2 separate regions of the Sus scrofa genome follow, and region 1 is linked to region 2. Evidence: chromatin contacts called from public Hi-C data. All regions are on one chromosome and are shown on one strand. The core of a region is the stretch at or near the end of the contact, and the rest is flanking DNA. Distances in the headings are between cores, read along the strand shown.

What was found. A called contact is a pair of places that touch in the nucleus more often than the background predicts.
Region 1: a Hi-C map of liver shows a contact between it and region 2, with 3 times the contacts expected there. The contact joins two enhancer-like sites. A contact is called at or near these places in 13 of 47 Hi-C or Micro-C datasets (embryonic fibroblasts, fetal heart ventricle, fetal skeletal muscle and 5 more) and 1 of 2 datasets of contacts at active chromatin or transcription factors (alveolar macrophages).

Annotation. Positions count from the first base shown.
Region 1 is chr2:103,317,967-103,324,110 of Sscrofa11.1, forward strand. CAST (calpastatin) reads left to right here. Exons shown (of 31, transcript NM_214067.1): 4 at 3,636-3,695. Among named protein-coding and RNA genes, the nearest start is that of CAST, 64 kb to the left of the region's middle. Within about 2 kb of position 1,260, at least 5 of the 83 cell types and tissues checked have an H3K27ac peak or open chromatin away from gene starts, as enhancers often do. A contact at or near this core is called in liver, where this site is marked.
Region 2 is chr2:102,957,889-102,963,722 of Sscrofa11.1, forward strand. The region is part of intron 6 of LOC106508433 (a long non-coding RNA gene); the gene reads left to right. Among named protein-coding and RNA genes, the nearest start is that of PCSK1, 90 kb to the right of the region's middle. Within about 2 kb of position 4,288, at least 15 of the 83 cell types and tissues checked have an H3K27ac peak or open chromatin away from gene starts, as enhancers often do. A contact at or near this core is called in liver, where this site is marked.

The DNA of each region.
Region 1 (6,144 bases), core at 10-2,509, 360 kb after region 2:
TTCCAAAATTCTTACTGTAGCATGTAAACAAATTAAAGAGATTTTGTGAATAATGCCAGAGCATAAGATGCCCTATTGGGTAATAGGATTAAATATTAATTCTTTTCTAGGCTGTGATTATTTTATCAATATTGGTTTGTCTTAAGGGGACTTGCCAACACAGTTTTATTATTTGAGGTGGGCCTGCAACTTACATAAAACCAAAACATTTGTTCTGTTGCATAAGATTTTCTTCATCCCTGTTAGAGCACTTACTTGAAACTAAACATGCTTTATTTGTTTATCTCACTGGGCTGTGAACTCCTTCAAGACTATGATGGTGATTTAGGCGTTATGTACCCTCAGCCCCAGGATTATTTTCTTTTTTTCTCTTGGCTTTTTAGGGCGGCACCTGCGGCATATGGAAGTTCCCAGGCTAGGTGTCAAATCGGAGCTATAGCTGTCAGCCTATACCACAGTCACAGCAGATGTGAGCCGAGTTTGCAATCCACACCACTGCTCATGGCAACGCCAGATCCTTAACCCACTGAGCGAGGCCAGGGATCAAACCTGCATCCTCATAGATACTAGTCAGGTTCATTAACTGCTGAGCCTTGAGGGGAACGCCTTCATTACTTTTTAAAGAGCAATAGTGGGTGAGTGGGTGGAAAATGATTATATTAAAGGACTTTTTCTCTGTTCTTTGTTACTCTGATTTATGCCTTCATTCAAGTTTATAAACGATTAGTGAGGCTGGCTGTTAAGGGATTTGCATGGGTCATTTAGTAGGGAGAGGATTATGGACGCACGTTAGTCTGATATACAGTTCTAATCACATAGAAGGTTTGGTATTTGAGCGCCAATGGCACTTTAAAAACGACTCTCCCTTAATGTTGGGACCGTGAGTGGTGGATCCTACAGCAGAGAGTCACTGGTTTAGATATCAGGTGGCCTAGGCCCTGCCCTGGCACTGACAGCTCAAAGGATCCTCTTGGCCTTTTGCCTGGGTGATGTCCCGTATCCTTCCATCTCCACATTAACTGTCACTTCCTCCGTATCACTTGTCCCAACTCTCCCCTGAACTAGCTCCGTTGCCTAGTCTGTGTTCTCCTGGGACCCTCTGCTTTTCTTCTATAGCACTTGCCACAAATAGCTTCTGAAGTGGTGGTTCTATTAATGTCATCCCTGACCAGCCTGTAACTTTCACAAGGGCAGGGATGTGTTTATAGGTTTGTCCACTGTGTTTCCATCAGCTCACACAGGACTTAACACATGCTGTGTTCTAGATAATTATTTGTGGAGCCAATGAACTGTGGTAAACTTCGACAGGTCACTTAATCTTTATGCAATACTGTTTTCCTCCTCTGTTTAAAACCCACATATTCAAGATTTTTCTCTAAGGTTCTTCATGCATGTATAGACTAACCTTCACAATTTTTAAATTATTAATTATTCACACCCATGATGAGGAATTCAAACAACATAGAAGATTTACATTGAAAGTGCATATAATCCCTCACTAGAGATAAAAAATAGTGAAAGTTCCTTGTCTTTACAAATAGAATAAAAATTAAACACATTACAGTTAGCCAGAGTTGAACCTGCCCTTAATGAGGCAGTTCAATTTTGCTCATTTTCAGCCCTCATCAAGTGGTTTTTCTCTTTTAGTTTCAGAATGGTAAGTGCCTTAGTGATGAGATAAAACTTTCTTGGAGGAATCTCTGCCGAGAACAGGTGGGCCAAGGCCTTCAGCTAGGTTCCCATTATAACCTGCTCTGTGTTTATTTATAGGTGTTCCATGGAGATTTTACTGTTCTTGGTCAGCCTTTGAAAGCCTCCTTTCTAGGATTTAAGGATCACTTCCAGCTATTGCTTAATAAAGGAGTAAGGCAGATCGGAAAACCCAAGGCTATGTGATTAATGAATATTTAATAAATTGGGACGTTTAGAAAATGAATGTAAACCTGAAGATTGCAGCTTAAAAGCAGTTTCGTGTGGAGTGTTTGGTCTTGGGTGGTTTTAGATGGCCGAGTGAAATCATTGAAGCAGGGGGATGTAGCAAAATGGAACTTCTTGAGTTTGAATGGAAATTTGTACAACCATTCTAAGTGTGCAAGACAGAATTACATACATAGGATATGTTAATCTCCACAAATGAAAAAAAGTCTCGAGGAAAATGAACATTCACATATTTGTTTATTAACTTGATGGGGGTTACTCTGGTACATCTTCCAGTTCTTTACACTGAAGAGCATGGGAGAGACCATTCCATGCCTGCCACAGTGACTAGTGGGGTATGTGTGTATGTATGTGCGTTTTGGGGTGCAGGGGCCCAATTGCTGCCAATAGGTGCTCAGGAATAGTTAAGTTCACATGATTATGTTTGAAATATCAGTGTACTAAAGCTTTAAGGTTTATCTATGAATTGTGGCGTTTATGCATAAGCATCATAATGTTCTCCATTAATTGAGGTCAGTGGGGAAAGTGATTTTGTTCATGCGCCTTGGGTTATAGTGGGTTCATATACACAGCGACCTGAGTATAGTGTCGGGGGGAGGGGTAACTGGGGGACTAGCAAGGATGGGCTCCTCCACCCGCCCAGCGACTCAGCCTCCGAGGTGGCTCAGGGCCAGGCATCAGGCACAGGGCTCCAGGTGATGTTGGCAGGAAGCAGCTGTTTACTGACTTAAGAAGGTACCTCGTGCCAGGTGGAATCCCTGGGCTCTCAACCCTAACAACTCCAATGTTAAGGAGGTTTAAATGAGCCTGAGTTGGAATTCACGAGGATAGTAATTGTGAATTTAATAATAACCAGAGTGATGCAAGTTACATACTTGAGTACATGGTCCTCATTGCCATGCAAGGGTCCACATGCACACTCCCTGCTGGGCAGATTCTATTCTAAGGGCTGACTCCACAGCCCTAGGAAGGGTGTTTCTTGAATACTTCAGTTACCATTCATCACCGTTTGCCCTCCAGGGAAGAGCCTAGCTTATCCCCTTGCTAAAGCAGTACCCCCTCTGCAGCTCCATCTCCCACCTTCTCTTCTCACATGATAGTTCTCATCCACCGAGTCTATTCCCCAGAGCTATGCCTACTCTTGTATCTTGTACGCTACCTTAGGAATAATGCACCTGTCATTTAATGAGCACCCACAATGTGCCAGGCATTTTACCCACATTATCTTACATGACCCTGCAAAATAGACATGGAGGCCCCATTCTGTATACTTGGAAAACTCAGACTCAAAGTCACAGAGCTAGTAATGGGCAGAGATGTCCTTTTGAACAACATTCTGTAAATTTGTACTGTCTGAAAATAATACAAACGGTAATTATATTTACTGAGCACTTAATTACCAGGCAGTAACAAACTTAGTTGTTACCTACTGAAAAAAATTGAGAAAGGGGAAACTGAAGATCAGGAAATGTAAGGAACTTGCTCAAGATTCTTTACTCAAGAGCACACCCCAAATCTAAACCCTTTCGATCTGGTGACAGGGTCATTTATCAGTTGGGCAGCATCACCTATGGAACTTTTATGGAAGTGGTATAACTAAGGAAAAGAGTTAAGAGCAAGTATGGTTAAAAGAAACTGAAGGACACCATAGGTAGTAGGTTAACTAAAATCAACCTTCCTATTTCTTTTCTTTCTAGGTATCGCCTTCCTCTGCTTCAACGAGCAAGTCTTCCAGTATGAATCCCACAGAAACCAAGGTATGAAGAGTCCTCAAGGGTCAACTTTGGTGAATGCCTTTAAGTTAATTGTATTGTAAAGCAAAGCAAATGAAGGCTGATTGTTGACAGATGAGTTATGTGCCTTGGGAAACTTAGGCTGTGAAAAGAAACATGTTCTTCCTAATTTATGAGGGTCTTTGGAAACAGCTTTTTTTCACTATTGATCTCACACATCATCTATACACTTTTTATTTTCATTTTTTAATTTTTTGTTTTTGTCTTTTTAGGCCCGCACCTGTGGCATATGGAGGTTCCCAGGCTAGGGATCTAATCGGAATTGTTGCCTCCGGCCTACACCACGGCCACAGCAATGCCAGATCCGAGCCACATCTGCGACCTACACCACAGCTCACGGCAACACCAGATCCTTAATCCACTGAGCGAGGCCAGCGATTGAATCACAACCTCCTGGTTCCTAGTTGGCTTCATTTCTGTTGCGCCACAACAGGAACTCCCCATCTGTACATTCTTACATCGTTTTTGAAAATCTGGAAAAGAGTAGTCAGCCAGATATTTTTTGGTTCTAGACTTGGGTTTTTGTTTTTTAATTGTAAGACTATTTATCTAAGTACATTTTCTCTGCATCTAGATAAGAATATAATTTCTTGATTTCTTACTAAAATGGTTTTATTATCCTGGCCATTTAAAACTACATCTGAGCATGAAAAAGGTTACGCTACATGAACATAAAAAGAAGTGACACTGATAGTGGTTATTTCAGATGCTTTCTGAAAAGTTTCAGTCCTTGAGGGTACCATCTTAGTGATAAACCTTTGTCGAACTCTTCGGATTTATTCTGATGATAATTTCTTGGAATTTCAGAAGAAAACCATAAAAAGATGTCCTCCAGTGGGATTGCCACATAGAGTAAGCCTAGTTCTAAAGAGTTATCTGAGCTGCTTAGACCCTCTCCCCAGTTACCATGTCTCACTCTGTTTATGGGAAGAGTGTAGGGATGGAGGATTAAAGAAGGGGACATTTTCAAGATGCTTTCACCTAGTTCTTAGGAGCTAATATTCTTCAGTGCCTTTCAGAGCTATCCCAGCTGCATTGTTATCCAATTGCCCTTATTTAAAATCACCAAGATTCTTTTGCTGTTTTTCCATATTACGTGGCTATCCCAAGTAGGATCCTATGCCATAATTTACTTCTGAACTGTTTTTAAAGGGAAGGGCATATATATATGGAAACACATTGTCCAACTCTAAGCTCTGATAAATGTCATTTAGCCCTTATTTTAATTTTAAAATTTATTTTTAAATTTAAATTATGTTTTATTTAGTAGTTGACATTTATATTGATTGCTTAATTGTTTGTAAAATATACATTGTCCAATCCATAATCAATCTATTAGCTCTCACTAGTATTTATACCAAGCCTAATCATAAGAAAAATCTGATCTCAATCTTGAAATAATCTTGACTACAGTAGAAACATTTACCGCCCCCCCACAAATTCTTATTGAACTTAGACTCAGTGAAAATTAAAGAAATGTGATAAGAGCCAGAAATACAGGATTTCCTTTTTATTATTTTGGTTTGCCTTTGACACAGTGTCGATGCTTAGCCATCCCCACTGACTCTCAGTTTGAAGCCCAATCTTATTTCAAGTATTGCCTTGTTTTCCAGAGCAAGTGTCAGCAAAGTCTTCAGCCATGGCTAAGCATGAATCATAATTCTTGGCAGTCCTATAAAACTGGACGAAGGGAAGAGAGAGGGGAAAGTAGGAGAGAAGAGAGGGAGAGACAAAAATAAGATGCACATGATGAAGTGGCTGACTCAGGACCACTTTTGGCCTCAGTTCTCTTGCCTTGGTGGATTTTAATCGCACTGTTCTCATTAATCATGTTATTTCATGTGCCTCTAATGTTTGCCTCATAACATTTATATTGGCCTCCTCTTGGAGATTTTTGTGAACTTACGAGCATGTTTCTCTGCATATTTTGGTTTTTTAGAGAAAAGTTGCTAATTCAAGCTAATGCCTATATCAAATCCTTGTCATGTTCTCCACCTTTAAAATGAAAGTCAGTCTAGCTCCGGAGGTAATATGTCTAGATCTTTGTGTGTGTTTTTGTCTTTTTAGAGCCTCATCTACGGCATATGGAGGTTCCCAGGCTAGGGGCTGAATCGGAGCTGTAGGTGCCAGCCTACATCACAGCCACAGCAACATAAGATCCAAGCCACGTCTGTGACCTACGCCACAGCTCACAGCAACTCCGGATCCTTAACCCACTGAGCAAGGCCAGGGATCGAACCCGTGTCCTTATGGATACCAGACAGATTTGCTTCCACTGAGCCATGACAGAACTCCAAATCTCCTCTATTTTTTATTCTATTATTGTAATAGACTTATGCCAAATACTCTCTTAATTTATCATGTCTCGTGCTTCAGTAATAGAGGTACATGTGTTCCTCACATAATGGACCCT
Region 2 (5,834 bases), core at 3,038-5,537:
CCCTAAAACTTCCATATGCCTCAGGTGTGTCCATTAAAAACAAACAAACAAACAAACAAAAAAGAGTGAGAGATGTGATATGGGAAAATAAAATGTTCCTGTCTGGAAAGTTTAAACAAGAGAGCAATACAGATCCAGCCCCCCACCCCACCAAACAAAAACAAATCTCCAGGGTATCCACACAGGGCAGGAAAATTCACACCATTTATTATAACATGATGCTTCAAATCTTGCATTTCTCCATCACGGTTACGGTGAGGTTGCAGCTGACATTGCTCCTTGTTGGGAAGATCCTGGTCAGGGTTTCCCAGATGTGGGGCTGTTATATATCACTTTCATTATTTTTGTCAGGATAATTTTCTCTAAGTTGACTCCATATTTGTTTAAACTGGACTCAATTTTCCATCATAAACAGAAAACTAATATTCTTTGTTAGAACCAATGGGTGACTGCAAAAATAAACACATAACTATTAAAATGAAAATTCTTGTGCACCCTTAAAGTTATTTTGAAAAACAGAGCACTTTTGCCCTCCCTCGAGGTCCCCTGGTCTCGAACATCCTGGAGACTGAAGTGTAGGTCTCAGCTTGGGGATGGCAATGGTAGGGAACTCTAGGAATGACAGTGATGGAATGGTTTTATTTCTAGAAGAGCCTGTCCAGCCTGTTTTCTCCCTCCCCACCTAGCTTGGCCTCCAGGCTTGGGCCTCGTGTGTGCCGTCAGCTTCAGCTGCATGGTTCCTTTTTGGCCACCAGCTCTCACACTGTAGATTTCTGCTTTGGTCCTTGTTGTTTGGCCTTTCTCTCCTCAAGGACCTGGGGGCGTGGGGTGCCAATTTTATAGGGGAAGCCCCAGTCTTTTTATAGCTTCTCTCCCGGCCATTCCTTGATTCCATTAATATCCCATCAGCTAAGTACAGAGTGCAGCTCTCCCTCATCCTTCCTCAGTGTGAAGCGTGACCCAGTTAACGGGAGGTAGGAGCATAGGGTTCCCTGGCCTCTGTCAGTGCTTCCAGAGCTCAGCGTGCGCCGGAGTTAGAGTGACCTGGACAGTGTGTTCTTGGTGGGGATTTTCACACAGGGAGGCTTTTGCTGTTTTCTGCACAGTCAGAGGAGGAGCTGTGTGTTTGGAAAGGGAGCTTGGAAAAAGAAAAACCAGAATGAGCAGGCTTTTCCTGTTGATTTGGACTCCCTAGGTGTGTGGGCAAGTCCCAGCACCACTCAGAGACCTCAGTTCCCTCCTGTGTGAGGGGAGAGACTAAAGGAATGAAAGCCCGAGGGCCTTCTCAGTGCTGGGATTCTGCAGTCCCCTTCCTCCTTTCCTGAGCCAGAGCATCGGCCTTCTGCTGTCAGCTGGGGCCAGAAACTAGGCCCAAAGCTGAGGTGCCTTTGTCCTGCTGCTGGAGGGCAACTGTGGGAAGGAAGCTGGATGAACCTAGCTGCCCTCATCTTTGGGTGAAATGTGACATCAGGGCAACCTCTGTGCAGTGTAATAGCGGTAGGTGAGGGGTGCCGGCAGCACAGTCGTCAGCAGGGGATGCTGGATAGGGTGGCTGCTCTGATGATAGAATGAATGAGAGTAAACAGTCTGAAGCACTGTGATGCTGTGTGTTCTTAAATACCACCCTTAGCCTCTCTGAGTTTTACTTATTCTCATCTGCAAAATATATGTATGGAAGAGACACAGGAGAGCCTAGACCTGAAAGTTCAGCAGCTCTCTTCCAATATCAACATTCTTTGATTCCATGTTTCTAAAGACTCTATACTTAAAAATGGTATTATGGGAGTTCCCGTTGTGGCTCAGCAGTAACGAACCTGACTAATATCCACGAGGACACACGTTTGACCTCTGGCCTCGCTCAGTCGGTTAAGGATCTGGTGTTGCCGTGAATTGTGGTGTATGTAGGACGCAGATAAAGAAAAAAAAAAAAAAACTGATTTTATGTGTCTCAAACCCTCAACTCAACATCCATTCCATATTCTCCTCACTTTTAGCAAATTTTCTCTCTGCTTTGTCAAGAAGATAGTGGTGAACTGGGGATGAAGTTTCTCAGATGATGCTGAGGTGCAAGAAATACCATATGGCACTTTTTAAGAAATTTAAGTTCAAAATTCTCTCTCAAGAGCTGCGATGCTCAGTAGCAGTCATTGTTGGAGCTCCTTCCCTCTAGGGGCTGTCATGAATCCAGGGAGGATTGCTTAGCCCAGGAAATTTGGGAAGAGATCTGCCTTCTCTAAGCACTATCGTGGTCACAGTTTTTGTTTATTATCTGGGCCCAAATGGTCCATTGTAGGCTGGAAGCTCTATTTCCCCTACTCCACCCCTGGCCTGACTCAGGCAAGGTGGCCAGGTTGTCATGTCTTGGGAGCTCAGGACCCCTCACGACCATAAGCCACCTCTTCAGAGAGCCTGCCATCTTCACAGGACTGATTCAAGGAACTTCCTTGCTTTGAGGCACTTGTACATCCTGCTCCCACTGGCTCCTTTCTCCATTCCAGGAAGATCACCTCCAGGGCCTCACACTTACCTTCTTCAGCTTCAGTACCAGTTCTGCCTACTCTTATCTCAGCTATGGACCCGGTTACACAGTAGGGAGTTTAACGACCATGTGGAGAATCTCAGTTAAACACTTAAAGGAAAAGGCTGGGAAGGAGTCACCATCCTAGTATCCTAGAAGCTTGCTTTCAGCCCCAGGAGTACAAAAGTCATTTCAAGTGATTCAAGGCAAGACCAGGAAACACAACACAAAGGCCGACTTGTTCATTCGTTGGAAACTGCTACAATAATAAGAGCAATAAGTGATATCTTTATAATGGATTTTCCTGCTACAAAACAATTAAGCATGACCTTCCCGCATCTCTTGGCTCCTCCACATCCAGAAACTGAGTTGCACACCCCCCCCTCATGATCTTGCCTCAGTTTCATAAGACATGGTGCCCTCTTTTGTTCTGGGCCCACCCAGTTAGACTTGCCAAGACCAGGCGCCAAAGCTATTCTCCTTCTTGAAACATCATGCTTTCCTCTTGCAGGTGTGTGTTCCCTTCAAAGTATAAGCTTATTAGTTTCCCTCCCATTCATTAAAAAAGAAATCAGAGTTCTTGTTGTGGCTCAGCGGGTTAAGAATTCGACTGGTATCCATGAGGATGCAGGTTCAATCTCTGGCCTCACTCTGTGGGTTCAGGATCTGGCATTGCTGCAAGCCGTGGCATAGGTTGCAGCTGTAGCTCTGATTCGGACCCCCCCCCACCCCAGGCTGGGAAGTTCCATATGCCACAGGTGCCGCCCTAAAGATAAAAATAAAAAAAAAAAATAAAAAGGAAATCTATCTTTGGCTTCACATGCCCCAGAAAATGTCCCATGTCTTCTTTCCTCTTATCTAAACTTTTTAAAAAAGTAATCTGTGCTCACTGTGACCACTGGGTGTGCCATTCATTCACTCTGCACCCCTGCAGTCTGGCTTGTGCTCTTGTTGAGGCCACGAGTATCCTTCTAATTACAAAATCCAATGGACATTTTCCAATCTTTGTCTTGCTATACATTTGGGGGCATTTGGCAATGTTGATTATATGTACTACTGCCCTCCAAAGTAATAGTATATTTTCCAGTTTTCTCATTCGCTTCTGTTCCTTCTTAAAGGCAAGTTTTTCTCTCTCCACCCGTCACTTACATCCTTGTGTGCCCCAGGTGTCTGTGTTTACAGCACACTACTTCTCATTATGGAGACTCTTCTTGGGTGCATTTATCTACTCTCAGGAGTTCAACTACCACCTGTATGCTAATGACCCTCTAATTCAACCTGCTACTCAGATTTCTTCCCTAAGGTTTAGACTCACCAATTCCATTACCTGCCAGGTATCTTCAAGTGGGCGCTTATCAGATATTTCAGATTTGATTCCTCAAAAACTAAGCAGAACTTTCCTCCAAATTCACTCTCTTTGTGTCACCATCTCTCTACCCAGTGAACAGGGTTATAAAATATCAGCCCTGACCTTTCTCTCTGTCTCTTCATCCAGCTGATGCTGCACGTGGATGGTTTCCCCTCCTATGTGTTTCTCGAATCTGCCCTCTCCGCCCCAGTCCTATCATTGCTACCGTTCTCAGACACACCTCCTCTTCCAGGAAAGATACAGCCTCCTAACTGGCCTCCTGGTTTCTAGACTTGTTCTCAGTTCTGCTCTTTCCAGAGCTACCTAAATGGTCCCTATTAAACACAATTCTGACCCTGTTCCTCTCAGCCACGCCATTCCATGGTTCCTGGAATCTACACCAGCAAGTTCAACTTCCTTTCCTGGCACGCATGGCCCTCTGTGGCCATCTCTTGCCTAATTCTCAGGCCTTGGCTCCTACTACTTGGATTCCAGCAATACTCAACCAGCAGTAGTTCCCTGTACACACCGTGTTCTCCCTCTGTTCTTTGTTTCTGCTTTTAAGATTAAATATTTTACTTCGGAGTGTCAAGTTGGTATTCAAAGGGCCATTTCAAGTTCATTCGATATTCAATATTAGAGCCTCTGTTCTTGCAGAGGGAAGAAAGAAAAGGCTCATAGCTCCACCCCCATTTCTGCCCCTTTCTCCCCCACACAAAGAGGGTACTGGACCTGAGATGTTTGTGCATCCTGCCTGATTTAAAGTATTTATAAGCACATCAAATATTTTAGGTTTTCACTCCAGGTTGTTCTTCCAAGCCAAGGAGAATCTATTTGTTATGAAGAGTGTGCTGCCCTCTAGAGGTGGCGTTCAGGAAAGGAACATATCCTATCCATGTCACAGCGTTCTGCAGTTTCTCCTGTGAAAAAACTGTCATAGTAAGACCTTTATTCTTTCTGCTATTTGTCCAAAATATGCTTTACCAGATCTCTGAGGCACAATTTTTTAAATTTACTTCCATATTAGTGTTTGGGGAGAAAGCGCAGGATGTACCTCAAAGTGCACTCGATTTGGAGTTAGAAGATTCAAGTTCTAGTCCGGATTCTCTTACGAATGTCTGTGAACTTAGATCTCTCCTCTGTTAATCAAGGGGTGTGATACTCCATCCAGAAAACTGAGAATCATGTGAAAGAATGCTTTGGCAATAAAACTGGTAACAGGAGTATCAGTAAATATTTATTATACTCTAAGTATACACAAAATACCAGGCTGGGGTTAAGAGTTGTTTTGCAGAGGTTATGTGTTTACATTTGATCTTTAGAAAGTTAAATAAAAATATGTGAAAAGTTCCCATTGTGGAGCAGGGGAAATGAATCTGAGTAGTATCCACGAGGATGTGGATTCCATCTCTGGCCTCACTCAGTGGGTCAAGGATCCAGCGTTGCCGTCGGCTGTGGTGATCCAGGTTGCAGATGTGGCTTGGTGTAGGCTGGCAGCTGCAGCTCTGATTCAGCCCCTAGCCTAGGAACTTCCATAGGTCACAGGTGTGGCCCTAAAAAGAAAAAATAATAGTATTTGAAAAAAATTTGGAAAGTATTTGGGGTTTCTATTTAAATGGATTAGTTGAACCCTGATCCCATGAAAACCTGGAAATGAAACTGAGATAAAACAAATGTAAAACTTACAATGAAGTTTATAAGAGTCTATTATAATATGAAAGCAGAACACACAGACACACTTTAATTTCCCAATAAGCTCTGGTGTAAACCTCCTTTAGCCTGACTTCCTCTCCCCTATTTTCAACCAAGGGAAAAAAAAGGAAGTCTTTCATTTCATGATGTGCCCAACTATGGTGATCTCTATATGTCTGCGTAATAATGATTGATGATAGGTATAATTAATTTATTATCTTATAATGGCAATTGACTCCTGAGAATTTCTCTGAATGCTAGAGAAAGGGAAAAATG